Regions from separate parts of the Mus musculus genome. Here region 1 is linked to region 2. The links are chromatin contacts, called in public targeted proximity ligation maps. All regions are on one chromosome and are shown on one strand. The core of a region is the stretch at or near the end of the contact, and the rest is flanking DNA. Distances in the headings are between cores, read along the strand shown. Region 1 has its middle 28 kb from the start of 2700046G09Rik. Region 2 overlaps Sgms1 (sphingomyelin synthase 1).

Region 1 (2,734 bases), core at 212-2,711, 170 kb after region 2:
GGCAAGAACAAGAAGGGGAGAGGATCCATTATTCACTGCTGGGAGGAGGGCAGAGCAGTCCAGCCATCATGCAGTTCAGCCTAGAGGCTCTTCAAGAGCCTAAAACAGAAAAACCCTACAACCCTTTGGCATGGTAGAGCTGGCTCATCTGATGTTTCTGTTCTTATGTCTTTCCAAACAGATCCTTGCACATCACTATTGTGCTAATTGCAACAGTGAGGGAAAAGAATTAGCCTGGGTGTCCAAGACACCTTAGTGAGTTCATGAAAACCTGGTGCATGTATGCAGTGGAGTTTAATTCAGCAATAAAGAAAAATGAAGTTGGAAACATTTGCCGGAAATGGATGAATCTGGAATTACGTGACACGAAGGATTCGTATCTTGGGGAAATCGATACAGCACGTTCTCTCTTCATGTAAACTGTACCTTACATGCTTATTAAGATGAGCATTAAGTCCTAAAGCCAGAATGAGAACTACAAGAAGGGAAAAAGAGGTCTGGGGTAGTTGTGGTGGGGAGACAAATGGAAAAGATGAAACACAGGGGAGTTGAGGAGGGCACCTCACGAGGGAAACAGATCAGTGCCTTGCTCAGCCATCATCGGAGATGCTTCCGCTGCAGCAGATGGGAACAAACACAGAGACCCACAGCCAGACAACATGCAGAGAGTGAGAGATCTTGGAACTCTCAGCCCTAAATCGGACTGCTTCCATCAAAGCTCCCTTCCCTTATGGCGCAGAGAACCTTACAGAAGAGGCAGGCAAGGGTGTAAGAACCAGAGGGTAGGAAGGACACCAAAGTATGAAGGTTTGTTATGGTAGATGCACACATGAACTTAGGCAGCACGCACAGGGCTTGCACGGGTCTGTACCAGATGAGGCCCTATTGCTCAGAGGGGAAGTGAACATCCCCCATCCCTAAGCCAAAAGCTATCTCCAACTGTGGACCACTTGCAAATGAAAATTTAATTTCCTCCAAGGGAGTCTCACTGGGGAAACAAACTAATTTTTTTTAAAGATTTATTTATTTTATTTTATTATATGTGAGTACACTGTAGCTGTCTTCAGATGCACCAGGAGAGGGCGTCAGATCTCATTATGGGTGGTTGTGAGCCACCATGTGGTTGCTGGGATTTGAACTCAGGACCTTCGGAAGAGCAGTTGGTGCTCTTAACCACTGAGCCATCTCTCCAGCCCAACAAACTACTCTTAAGGGTAGGTATAGGCTTAGATTTTTAAAAAACCTACTTTTAGTAAGCGTTCTCAAATGCTTCACACACACACACACACCATCCAAAGGTAGGAGAGAAAAGATAATAAATGGAACAAGGCCATGTGGACCTGCTTAGATGCAATTCTTTGGAGGGATTCCAATACCAGCAGTCCAGTCCAGTAGTGTCAGGATACCAAACATGAATCAGCAGTGGTGTATAATCTAGCAGAAACAGCCAGACCTCCATGCAATTGGCATGAGTCACAGATAGCAACCAGGACCTGACGAGACGCCAGGAGACGTTCTCTACTGTGCCTCTCTCAACACAGTGAAGATCAGTGAAGACAGAGACACAAGATCAATGAAGCATTGCAAGGCTACCTATGCAAGTGCCCCATCATTGTCCGTTGAGTCCTATTTATACTCTCCAAAATCACGTGCCCTCCCATGGGTTTTCCTCAGCAAGATCCCTTGTGAGGTTGCATCACATGATACAACCAGAATCTTCCACCTCAGGTGGCTCCACGCCCAGCAGTAGATGGCCAACAGAAAAATGAACTCAAGGGTGTCTTTGGAGGCTCCTTGTCTTACAATGTAAACATCTTGTCAGGCTTTTCCTTTTCTAAAAAAAGACTAATCTTATTATTTTTATTTTATTTATATTTATTTATGCATATTTTCTTTCCTCTTTTTTTTCCCCTTTTCCCTTTGTGTATTTTTTATGGCTTCCACTTAATGTTTTTACGGGATTTCAGAGTGTGCCAATAAGTGGATCTCTGCATCTATGTCTGTTTCTTATGCCTTCTGTTGGGCACTTTTTCTTCTATTTGTTTATCTTGTCTGATTCCACTGTGTTAGCTTCTGTTTTATCTAATTATATTATTATCCTTTTAAAAAAAAAGATTTATTTATTGTTATATGTAAGTACACTGTAGCTGTCTTCAGACACTCCAGAAGAAGGAGTCAGATCTCATTACAGATGGTTGTAAGCCACCATGTGGTTGCTGGGATTTGAACTCAGGACCTTCGGAAGAGCAGTCAGTGCTCTTAACCGCTGAGCCATCTCTCCAGCCCTTATTATCCTTTAGAAGCCTATTTGTTTTCTAATGAGAGACAGAAAGGGAGCTGACCTGGATGGGAGGGGAGGTGGGCAGGAACTGGGAGGAGTAGAAGGAAGGGAAACCAAAATCAGCACATATAATGTGAGGGGGGCAGAAACCTGTTTTCAATGAAAGGAAAAGGAGTAAAATCATATTGGATCTGACACACACACACACACCCAGCATAGCTGCAGCCATGTTGCTCCATGCTGCCAGCTATTTCATACTGTTGCTGTAATATGCCTGTCAGTCATTGGCACAGAAAAATAACTTGACTCAGAGCAGGGTCATGCTGACCATACACCCTGTTACGTTCTATACACTACGAGGTCTGCTAATCTTAAGAAATTGCACAGCCATAAACTTTACTCAGGACCCATCAAATTAAAGGTCAATATGAACTGTTATGTCTGAAATGGCTT
Region 2 (2,705 bases), core at 81-2,580:
GGACATTCTCTGTAAGGCTGCCTCCTTAATGTCACTGCTGTGTGTAGCCAGTGAGGCAGAGTTGACCAGTCTGTGAAGTCAGAGAGCTAACATCAAGTATGGACTCCTTCATCCTCTAACCACATGATCTCAGGCAAGGTTCACCACGGCTTCAAGCCTCAGGTTGGTTCCTTTCAATGGCCTGCCATACCTAAGTCCAGGATTTTAGTAAAGATTTTAAATATTTATCAGTGGGACCGAAGATGTGGCTTCGTGACCAGGTACTCGACTGGCATAAAAGAGGGGCCTGGGTTCAATTCCCAATACCGGAGGTAGAAGGGGAAAAAATGGTTAAAGTATTTGTCAGGATGGATAGCCACTACTAACTCCTTAACATGCCTGAAGCCTAAGCACAAAGACTTTTAAAATCACGAGTCCCCTCATTTTAAACAAAGACAACAAAGTACGGATGTCATGCTCCTAAGATTCAAGTCTGAGTGCCTCAGGACAACTCCTCCGGCGAGATCCGACAGCCACTGAGTCCACACATGGCGTCCGGGTGGATGGCTTGGGGTTTGTTCCCATTTGGTCACCTCTACAGTACTGGGGTGTCACCCTGGGGCCTTGCGAAAGCTGCAGTCCCATGTGACCTCTATTAAAAAGGCTTCATCTGCTGAGATACTTTTGTGAACTACATAAGACCTCCAGAAAATACCGCGTCCTTTCCTCTCTAGCATCTGCTTCCCTAGCTTTACGCTGGACAAGGTCAGAATGACAGCAGCCACCACAGCAGAGCCTGCATCAGAAACAGAGTATATTTCAAATAAGTTCTCATGACAATAATCTCAGCAGAGCGATGAAAATAGTAAAAGGTGAAAGTATTAATATTTAATCCTAATATGATACAAAGTAAGACCGTTTGAAATAGGAGTAGCACATATTTTAAAAGTATAGTTCCACAAGAATTAAACAGATGTCTTAAAATCCAATCTCAAAAGAAGGAGGCAGCACACCGTACCATTTCCAGACAATGGAGTACAGTCCAGGTAACACACCTACCACCAGGTCCGAGGCAGCCTCAGGGACGAGCATGTTAAGTACAAAAGCCAATGGAAGCCTATTTGGAGGGCACCCACTGGCCAAGGTTCAACACCATCTGCTCTGTCCCAAGAGAAGTTGCCTGTGAGGTGTCCAGTCAGAAGTTCCCTGTCAAGAGCACCTGGCCAGAGTCAAGCTTATCACTGCTGCTTTCCTTTTTGTCCCCTCAGGCAACCGGAAGGACCATCAAAGAGGCTGAGTCAGAGCTAAGGAGTGACATTCCAGGAAAAACAACTGTCTGGCCTGTGGAAAGGACTGGCTCCACGCCCACTGAGCACCTGTCTCTGACTCAGGGTCATCCAGATAGGCATGGCAGGCTCAGGCCATGCTCTCCCTCGTTACCTCTGACAGCTACGGTTTCACATCCAGCAACTGGCTCTTTTACATGTGTGCTGGTTTCTCAGCCAGGGTCATGTCAGGTACTAAGTTTCCAAGCCAGACAATATGGTACACTCCTATGAACTCAAAGGTGATCTCAGACCAAAGGGACAGACAGTTTAAGGCTAACTTTGAAACTGCATCATAAAATCCCAAAGCTAACCCTAACCTTACACGTGCAGGAGGCTGGCTCAGTAACAGTAGCAGCATTATGAGGGTAAACAACTTGAAAAAGAGCTGCAGTAGCCCCTCCCCCACACCTCACATCTTGTGTCTCAGCTTTTTGATTTTGTACTTCCTTCATTTTTATTAGCATAAAGCACATATAATTCATTTTCCTTCATTAAAAACTAAATCCTTAACCCTTGTGGTAAGTTTAAATGAGAATGGCTCCCACAAACTCAATGTCAGGTCCCTAGTTGGCAGAACTGCTTTAGGAAGGATTAGGAGGTGTGGCCTTGCTGGAGCTATGTCACAGGGGTGAACTTTGAGGTTTCAAAAGCCCAGGCCAGGCCCATCTCTGTCTCCAACTTGAAGAAGGAGAAGAAAAAAGTAAGCTCTCAGCTACTGTTTCAGCAGGCAGGGCTGCCTACCTACACATGTTTCCACAAACTGTAAGCAAGCCCCCAATCAAATGCTTTCTTTTATAAGTTGCCTTAGTCCCGGTCTGCACAGCCAGAGCTACAGAAAAGTAACTAAACACTCAGCTTCTCTCTTCCTCTTTCCCTCCCATTTTATAATCCATAAGGCTCTAAATCTTTTTGAGGTTCATCTAAAGCCGATGGTGAAACGCAAGGCCATTCTAAGCCTCAATCACAAATTATCAAGACGCCATTCCTGAACCTTGCACTGAAATAACCAGTCTACTGAACATGACAACAGGCTTAACTCCCCCTCCCCTCTGGGTGCCAGGGACGGAATCTAGAGCATCACAGATGCCAGGCATGCGTGCGCTCAACTGCCCAATCACACCCACGCGTACTGAGAAGAGACAGCTCAAAGGACAAAGATGCTCCACTTTGGATAGTTGTAACATCTTTTAAGAGATCACGTTTGGCCCATCATGGTGGAGCAAACCTTTACTCCCAGTACTTGTGGGAAAGAGACAGGCAGATTTCTATAAGTTCACGACCAGCTTGCTGAGCATAACAAGTTCCAGGGCAGCAAAGGCAATACAAAGAAAGAAAGGAAAAAGGAAAGAAAGAAAAAGAGAAAAGAAATCATGTTCCACCTGCAATAACTAAAACCAG

The links.
Region 1: a contact with region 2 is called in a targeted proximity ligation map of pancreatic cancer cells. A contact is called at or near these places in 1 of 484 Hi-C or Micro-C datasets (CD4 T cells), 1 of 130 datasets of targeted methods (pancreatic cancer cells) and 3 of 9 other capture datasets (adipose tissue, liver and pancreatic islet).

The regions. Positions count from the first base shown.
Region 1 is chr19:32,415,445-32,418,178 of GRCm38.p6, forward strand. No RefSeq gene overlaps it. Among named protein-coding and RNA genes, the nearest start is that of 2700046G09Rik, 28 kb to the left of the region's middle.
Region 2 is chr19:32,241,066-32,243,770 of GRCm38.p6, forward strand. The region is part of intron 4 of Sgms1 (sphingomyelin synthase 1); the gene reads right to left. Among named protein-coding and RNA genes, the nearest start is that of Asah2, 140 kb to the left of the region's middle.